Linked DNA regions of Callithrix jacchus: region 2 is linked to region 1. The links are chromatin contacts, called in public Hi-C maps. All regions are on one chromosome and are shown on one strand. Each heading gives the region's core, a stretch centred on a gene start, on an enhancer-like site or on the middle of the called end of the contact. The rest is flanking DNA. Distances are from core to core; before and after follow the strand shown. Region 1 holds the start of COX7A2L (cytochrome c oxidase subunit 7A2 like). Region 2 has its middle 57 kb from the start of PKDCC.

The links. Hi-C and Micro-C count contacts between places; a contact is called where the count stands out from the background.
Region 2: a Hi-C map of skeletal muscle shows a contact between it and region 1, with 3 times the contacts expected there. The contact joins the enhancer-like site here to the promoter of COX7A2L in region 1. A contact is called at or near these places in 2 of 3 Hi-C or Micro-C datasets (both in skeletal muscle).

The regions. Positions count from the first base shown.
Region 1 is chr14:72,482,486-72,486,958 of calJac240_pri, reverse strand. COX7A2L (cytochrome c oxidase subunit 7A2 like) reads right to left here and starts at 3,054. Exons shown (of 3, transcript XM_002757819.7): 1 at 2,927-3,054. The coding sequence starts at 2,998.
Region 2 is chr14:72,746,039-72,749,982 of calJac240_pri, reverse strand. No RefSeq gene overlaps it. Among named protein-coding and RNA genes, the nearest start is that of PKDCC, 57 kb to the left of the region's middle. Within about 2 kb of position 1,477, at least 12 of the 16 cell types and tissues checked have an H3K27ac peak or open chromatin away from gene starts, as enhancers often do. A contact at or near this core is called in skeletal muscle, where this site is marked.

The DNA of each region.
Region 1 (4,473 bases), core at 1,805-4,304:
TATTTTTCTCCGCAGTACTTATCACCACCTAACATTTACTTTGTTTATTGTGTCTCCCTCTACTACAATGGAAGTTTCATGAGCACAGGATTTTGGCATGTCTTGTTCACTGCTCCTATATTCCAAGACTTAGAAAAGCAACTGGCAGAGAAAGCACATTCAGTAAATAAATGCAGAACGTTCACATAAACTAAAGAAGGCTACAGCTTTACCACAATGTAGGTCTGAATATCTCAGAAACAAAGTCTGATAATTGGCACTTGATAGCAGAAGCTCCACAATTCCCAAAGTACTAAGAAAACAACTGAAAGCTGTTCTTAACATAAGTGGAGAGGCGGGGCATGATGGCTCACACCTGTGGTCCTACCACTTTGGGAGGCTGAAGTGGGAGGATCACTTGACTCAGGAATTCGAGATCAGCCTGAGCAATAGAGTGAGACCTTGTTTCTACAAAATATCAAAAAATTAGCCAGGTGCAGTGGTGAACACCTATTGTCCCAGCTACTTAGGAAGCTGAGGTGGGAGGATGACTTGAGTCCAGGTGGTCGACAGGGCTGTAGTGAACTGTGATCATGCCACTGCACTCCAGCCTGAGCGACAGAGACCCTGTCTCAAAATAAAAAATAAGTGGATCATAGATCAAGAAAAATCACATACTTTACTTTTTAATACTGAATCTCTTAGCTGCTTAATAAGCCCCACCTCCAAGATTCATTAACAGCCATTCAACCTTAACCACGTTTAGTAGTTGAGTCTGACGATAACAAGTTTTGTTTCTCTACATCCTCATCAATACTTCTTATCATCTCTCTTTTTTATTCTAGGCATTCTGGTGGATATTAAATGGTATCTCATTGTGGTTGTGATTTGCTTTTCCCTAGTAACTAAAGATGTTAAACATGTTTGTGTGCTTACTGGCCTCCATTTTTGACGAAGTTCACAGAATTATAAATAAGATGCTTTTCATTCAACCACTGGAAAATACCATCCCAACAACTACTTGCTGTCAAGGTGACTCATAAATCTCTACCTGTGCTATTGTTACAGAACTACCTTTTCCATATTATGTTATTTAATGCATGTTATTCACTTTACTTAGTATTAAAAGTTACACACATCTTCCTTATGTTTCCAGGAAAGGAAAAAGATGAAGTACACTTAATTACCAAAGACAGAGCACCTAGTTGGGAGGGCACCTGTCACAATCACTCTGAAATTTACAATTCACATGAAGCCTACACAATATCTCTTCTTTTCAACACAGTTTAAGAAATCTTTAAGTAACTAAGAAGTTCAAATTCTCAAGAGAAACGCAATTCAAGAGAGGTACCAGAAATCTGAAAGCCCTATCTATATAAAACTCATCTCAAGGCAATCTCTGCTCTGAGTGCCAGTTTTATTCCAATATGCATTTTTGGTCGAAAAATTTACTTTTTTCTTACTAAGCAACAAAACCCAGATTATGCTAAAGATATATTAAAAGAACATAAACCAGGTGTGGTGGTACACATCTGTAATCCCAGCCACTCAGGAGGCTGAGGTGGGAGGACTGCTTGAGCCCAGGAGTTCGAGACCAGACTGTGCAACACAGCAAGAGCCCGTCTCAAAAAATATTTAAAAATAAATAAATAAAAGAACATCTACTAGCACCAACAAAATAAACTGTGATATATTTACAAAATGAAATCCCACAGAAGAATAAGAGGATAAAAGGAATTAACTACTGAGACGTACAACACGGATGCATCTCAAAAATATGTTCTTAATAGGCTAGCAGCCAGACACGGTGGCTCACATCTGTAATCCAATCATTTTCAGAAGCCAAAGCGGAACGATTTCTTGAGCCAAGGAGTGGAAGGCTACAGTGAACTCTGTGATTCTGCCATTGCACTCCAGCTTGGGCAAGAGCTGGTTCCATTTACATGAAGTTCAAAAAGGGGCAAAACTATTTATGATGATAAAAGTCAGAATAGGAAGGGGGCTGGGATTGCCAAGAGTGTACAAGGCAACTTCCTAGGATGATATAACATTCCGTATACTGAGGGAGGTGTGGTTATACAGTGGCATAGGTTTGTCGAAACTCATCAAACGGTAATATTTAAGATCCATACATTGAAGAATACACGTCACAAAAGCAGATGACAGAAGTGGCCATTTTCCCACATAATCTGTAAAAGAAATAAGTGTAACACTGCTGACCATTCCTTCAAGTCATTACCAATTTGGTTTCAGTGACACACACTAGTTTCCCTTCTCACTTGTATATTCTTCTAACACATTTTCCTTCTGCACCCTCCCTTCATGTTTCTATACTGTAACTATGATCCAGCCTTTCTTCCCTATAAACTTCCTGGGCAGTCTACCCAACGGATTCTACTACTGCCTATGAGATAAAAGCACCCAAGTTTGTTAAACTCCATCTGCTACCATGACGTATCACAAGCTCAACAGTTATAAATCCCTAACTCTTCCTTCCCGTCCTTCTTATCCTACATTAGAATAATTCTGTTTTTGTTTTTAGAAACGGGGTCTCATTATGTTGTCCCAGGCTGACAAAGGGACGACTGGGAGGCCGAAGGCCAGATGTCTTCAAAGAGAGGGAGAAGACCTAACCTCGGGTCACATTGGGGACTCCACCAATCCATTCCTTTTAGAAGAGGCAAAACCCCCGGGGGTCACCTTGACCTCTGCCGTGGGCCAGACCGAACTTCCACGCCAGGCCAACCCCGCCAGGTGAGCAGGTACACAAAGAGTAGCCTCAGTGACCACCGTACGCTGCTGTGGAGAGGCCCCGGGAGGTGCAAGGAGAAATGAGACAAACTCAACCATGGGCAGAAACCTCCTCCGGCTCCAACGCCGCGACTGACTGTCGCCGAGGCTTGCACCGCCATTTCTCCTGTCCGAGTTGGCACGGAGCCACTCGTACCTGTGGGCTATAGGCCTCCGAAGCCCATGCTCCCGCCAACTTCTGCGTGAAGCCACTAAATTTGTAGTACATGACGCCCGGACTCCGGTTTCCCGCATCGGCTGCCTGCGCGACCGCCCCAGAGAAGGACCCCACCTCCCCGGCTGCGGTCCCAAGACTCAGCGCAAAGACCCAGCGCCGGGACTAGGGCTGCCCAAAGATCGCCTAACTTAAAACCTGCCCACTTAACCAACATTGGGGAACCAAAAGCCAGGGTTCTCAAGACCACGAAAGGCAAAACCAGCTCTAAGAGAGCACGAAAAGGTGCTGTGGCAGAGTCCGTAGGAAATATGAAGTTCCTTCTTTTCCCCCAATTAGATTTGGGCAGTGCCACGACAACTCAAGAAATGCGCAAGCGCTTCGCGGACTAAACCCGGCAGCGACGGAGTCAGGTGGGGCAGGCTCTGGAAAGGGCTAGCTCTAGGAGGGGCCGGCTCTAAGAGGGGCGACTCTAGGCGGGGCCTGGGAGGGAGAGGGCGGGATTTGTGGGTGTGGCCTGGGTAAAGGCGGGGCTACGTCAAGGCCGGATGGGACCTCCACCGGCTGAGAGAGTCTGTGCTGCGGAGCCACCGCCTGGTCATTGGGGTGAAGGCGTCTCTTCCTTTACCAAACTTTACTTGATCGTAGTCTCACTTCCTTCCGACCCAGAGCACCTCTTGAAGTATCCTGCTTTCACTCAGTCTGCCCAGGAGTATAGACCTGTTGGCCACGCTTCCCCTGACCACCTGGTATTGAAGCAAATACAAAAATTTGGAAGCACCTGCTGAGGGCTGTTTAGTACTAAGGGCTGTTAGGGTTTTTGCCCCAGTAATATAAAAATAGCCTCCTGGGCTTTGTGCAGAGGAAATACACATGCAGAGTGACCTTTAGGTACCAGGATGTAAATGTCATACAGTTTCTCAGAACTGGTTTTTACTCTGACCTGAGTTTTAAGGTCATTGGTTATTCATCCTTTTCCTGGCCGCTGCTCTTTGCGATAAATGAGGTAGGGGGAGGGTGATCAGAAACACTTGTAAAATCTGGACCTTGAGCCTGAAAGATGTGGAACTACCACTTTCAGTTCTACTAGTATTCGCTTAGTTCAATTTAAAGATGTCTGTTAAGCCTGTGCTGTGTGCAAGGTACCCTGTAAAAGGAGTATACTAGTTTCTTACTCTCCAGAGATGGACCAAGGCTTTTCTTAGCTTCATCATCTAACCATAGGTTTACACAAACATATGCTAGATGCATTTATGAAAACATGTTGCAAATTGATGGATAACTAACCTTTATATAGCACTTTCCTAAACTCAATTAATCTTCACAACAATCCTATAGGTAATCTCCATTTTACAATACAGGAAAATGATGCCTGGAGAAGCTAAGTAACTTGCTCAGGTCAGGGATAAGTGGCAGAGCTGGGCATCTGGCTCAAGATTTCCTACTGTTAAGCACTATGTTACAGATAAATAGATATGAAGACATTCCAAAAAGAGGAGGATCAAGGCCGAGCACTCCAGGGCAAGGCT
Region 2 (3,944 bases), core at 228-2,727, 260 kb before region 1:
CTGATTCGGGATCAGCAGGGGCTGCAGGGGCTGCAGGGCCGCTCTGAGAGTGGGTGACCCAGGCCCCTCTTGAACCCTCAGGCCCTGCTGAAGCAGAGACGCTGAGCGGGGCCGAGGGGTCTCTGCGGGAGCCGAACCTGCGCCCCTTCACACGCTCCCCTGTTCGAGGGTTCACGGGTCTCTGGAGGCCCAGATACTGGCAGAGTGGCGGGAGCGCTCCGGGGACGAGGACCCGGTTCGGGGCCGCCCTCTCCAGCGCCGGGATCTGGGCTCACCCTCCGCCGCGCCCCGACCCCGCCCCGTCCCACTGGGGGAGCCCCGCCCGCCTGCCCGAGGCCCCTGCACTGCACCGCGGGAGGAATCCCAGCCATTTCCTCCAAGCCGCGCGGTATGTGGCCTGCCCGCCGTCGACCGCAGCGCGAGCCTGGCAGCTGCCCGGGCCCCGCCATACTTCTCAAGATTCCCGGCCAGCCGCCCCCTCGTCCTGGGCCACCAGACCGACCTTTCCGGCAGCTCCAGGCCCATGCGGCCCTGCCGGGCTCCTGCTCCACCCCGTGCCTCTGCCAGAACCTCTCCCAGCCCTGCGCGGTGGTCCCCGGCCCAGGCGCCCCCTCCCCGGAATGCCCCGGATGGTCCCCCGAGTCCGAGCTGGAAACTGAAGTTGACACTTGCTCCGTCACCCTGGAGCAAGTTGCTTTGCCTAAGCCTCAGTTTCTTCTTCTGTGAAATGGGGGCGTTGGCAGGAGTGCCTGCCTCACTGTGCTGCCCGGGCGGGGGGTGTGAAAGAAAAGGAAAGCGTTGGACAACTGTCAACGCGATTTTCACTTCCCTAGGTACCATGAGGGTCCTGGCTTTCCGCACAGGATCTTAGCGCCCGCCCTGCCCCCTCGCCTCTCCTCCAGCACAGTTGCGGGTGCAGCAGGCAGGCCAGGCTTTGCAAGTGGGCAGAGGAGAGGGCTGGGGCCTGCCCAAGACTGCTCTCTGCACAGCTTAAACAACGCCTGAAGGTCCCACAACACGGCCTTCCTCAAGATTCAGCGTGGCCCTCTCCTCAATCACTAGGTTCTTGAAAAGCCCAAAGGACAGTTATTTACATTTTTAAAAAATGATGTCATCGCAGTCTGAGCACGGCCAGACACGTAGTGATTAGGGGAAGTCGAAAGTGCAGATGGGTTCGCAAACGTGGACTCTCCAGTTGTGGGTCTGCAGATGGGGCCGGCCACCACGTGCTCTCCCAGTTCTCTTTCCAAGTACAGATCCCTCTTGAGACAGAACATTTTTCCGCCTTTAATTCTTCCCAGGCGCTGCGGAGGAAGGCGTGAGAGCCAGAGCCCGGGGCGACTTGGAGGGGGAATCGCTTCCCCATCGCCCACACCTGCCTCACCCACACCCACGGCGGCCGCAAATGCGACACCGCGTGGCCCTGGAAAGCCCCGAGTTTCACCAGGCCCAACCACCCGCGGCTTTACAGGCGCAGCACCAAGCGGTGCTCTGCCTGTGTTCCCCCAGACAGCCCCTGGTTGTGATTTGTCATTTCCCTTCCAGCCAGAGTCCCAAGGCCGAGAACCCTTGCAGAGAGATGCGCCCCCCTCATTCCCCACACGCGCCACAGCCACGGGCCGCATAAATAAATCCAGGTGGACGCAGACCCAGAAACACAGGTGCTATAAATATCCCAGCCCAGTCGGGAGACTGAGCTCCCAGGCAGCCCCTTGCCCCCACCCTCCCGAGCCTAGCACTTCCGGCCACCGCAGCGCTGAGGGCGGATCTCCACGCGGTGGGAGGAGCGGGCTCCACCAGGATCGCAAGCCTGGCTTCCCTTTCTTTCTTCTCCCCGGAGCCTCTGGCGGCCCAACCTGAGGGCTTGCCCTCTCCTCTAGATCCACCTCCCTAACTCTCAATCGCAAACCTCCCCCTCCCTCCCCCTGGTATTTTTAGAGGCCTTCTCTCTTGGACCCCACACTGTGTCCAGGCTTCAAGAAACGCTGGCTTCTCTTTCTAGATAGATAAGCATAGTTGGAAGGCAACAACCTCAATCAGATTTTACAATTTAAAATTTGATTCTAAACTTTTTCTTTTTGAAACAGGATCTTGCTCTGTCACCTAGGCTGGAGTGCAGTGGCACCATCATGGCTCACTGCAGCCTTGACCTCCCAGGTTCAAGCGATCCTCCCATCTCAGCCTCCCTAGTAGTTGGGACTACAGGCATGTGCCACCATTCCTGGCTAATTGTTTTGTTTTGTTTTTTGTTTTGTTACAGGGTTTCACTATGTTGCCCAGGCTGGTCTTGAACTCCTGGACTCAAGTGATCTGCCCACCTCAGCCTAAGAATGTGCTGGGGATTACAGGCTTGAGCCACTCCATCCAGCCCTTGATTCTACACTTTTAATAGCATTTTTTAATATGATTAAAACATAGGCTCGAGGCAGAGTAGACCTAAAAGAGGGGAAAGCAGCTGAAGGCATATGCAAAGAAGGGATAGAGCCACACTAGAAGAGAAAGTTGCTCTACCAGAAGGCTGGTACCTAGGAACTCAGTGGGACTTTCTGAGCCCAGCCTCCTGGGCCTGGGACTTGGTGTGGTACAGTTCATTAAATCCCTACTGTGGGGGCAGAAAAGATGTGATACCTTTCCTCACCCATCACCAGGGTCATTGCTATGGCAAAAGACTGATTAACAACAGAAAAGCATGACAAATTTATTGAATCAAAATTTTATGGGACACAGGAGTCTTCAGAAATGAAAACCCAATAACCCAGGGAAAACTTTTTATGCTTAGGTAGAAATACATGCTGTCCATTCTTTTTGAGCCTAAGCATAAAAATAGACAAAAGGAGGCTGGGCGAGGTGTCTCCCACCTGCAATCCCAGCACTTTGGGAGGGTGAAGCTGGTGGATCACGAGGTCAGGAGTTTGAGAGCAGCCTGGCTAACACGAGACAGTTGAAACCCTGTCTCGACTAAAAATACAAAAATTAGCCGGGTGCGGCGGTGGGCGCCTGTAATACCAGCTACTTGGGAGGCTGAGGCAGGAGAATTACTTGAACCCGGGAGGTGGAGGTTGCAGTGAGCTGAGATCACGCCACTCTATTCCAGTCTGGGTGACAGAGCAAGACTCCATCTCAAACAAACAAACAAGAAAAATAGACAAAAGGGCACGATCTTAATGGTAATTGACTGAGGGGGAACCCAGCAAGGCCTGTCTGTTCAGATTCTTCTTGGCCTCTCTGAGCAGCATTCTTTCCTCCCGGGTATGGGGCAGGGGCTCTCTGGAACACGGGTCTTATGACTTACAGTCAGAGATAGGCCAGAGAATCTCTTCATGGCCAGGGCCTACACAGAAAGGCAGGGGAAACTTAGAGCAACAGTTCTAGATTTTATGGCTTGCTTTGGGGGAAGGGATTCTAGTTATTATGACCTGGAAAAGGAATTCTGGTTTCTATGAATTCAGGGAGAAGAAGGGGTGGGAAATAGGGCAAGAGAAATTCAGAGATTTTGCTGAGGCTACTTCTAAGGCCTTCAAATCTCCTTTAGTCCAAAGTACTCAGCATGCCAAGGCATTATACTTTGACTTATCATTTTCTGAGCCCCAACAAAATTTAAAATATAGTGGGTGAGTCTTCTAAACATCAAGTCACATCTCTTTTCTGATGTGGAAGCTTACACTTTAGGAACTGCTAAGGAAACACTTTGCAAGCGCCATCTCACTGAATCCTACTTAGAAAGGACTATTAACTGCACATTTTACAGATTAAGAAACTGAGGTTAGAGAGGCTAATTGCCCTAGAACACCCAGCTAATAGAGGAGAAATCTGAACCCACGTATCCGATTCCAGCTGATTCCAAAATGTCAGCCCATGCCCAGAAAACACAATAGAAGATTTCTATGGTTCTATAAAACCACAAGAAGTTGGTGTTTAAACAGCTGTTATGAAACTAGAGTGTG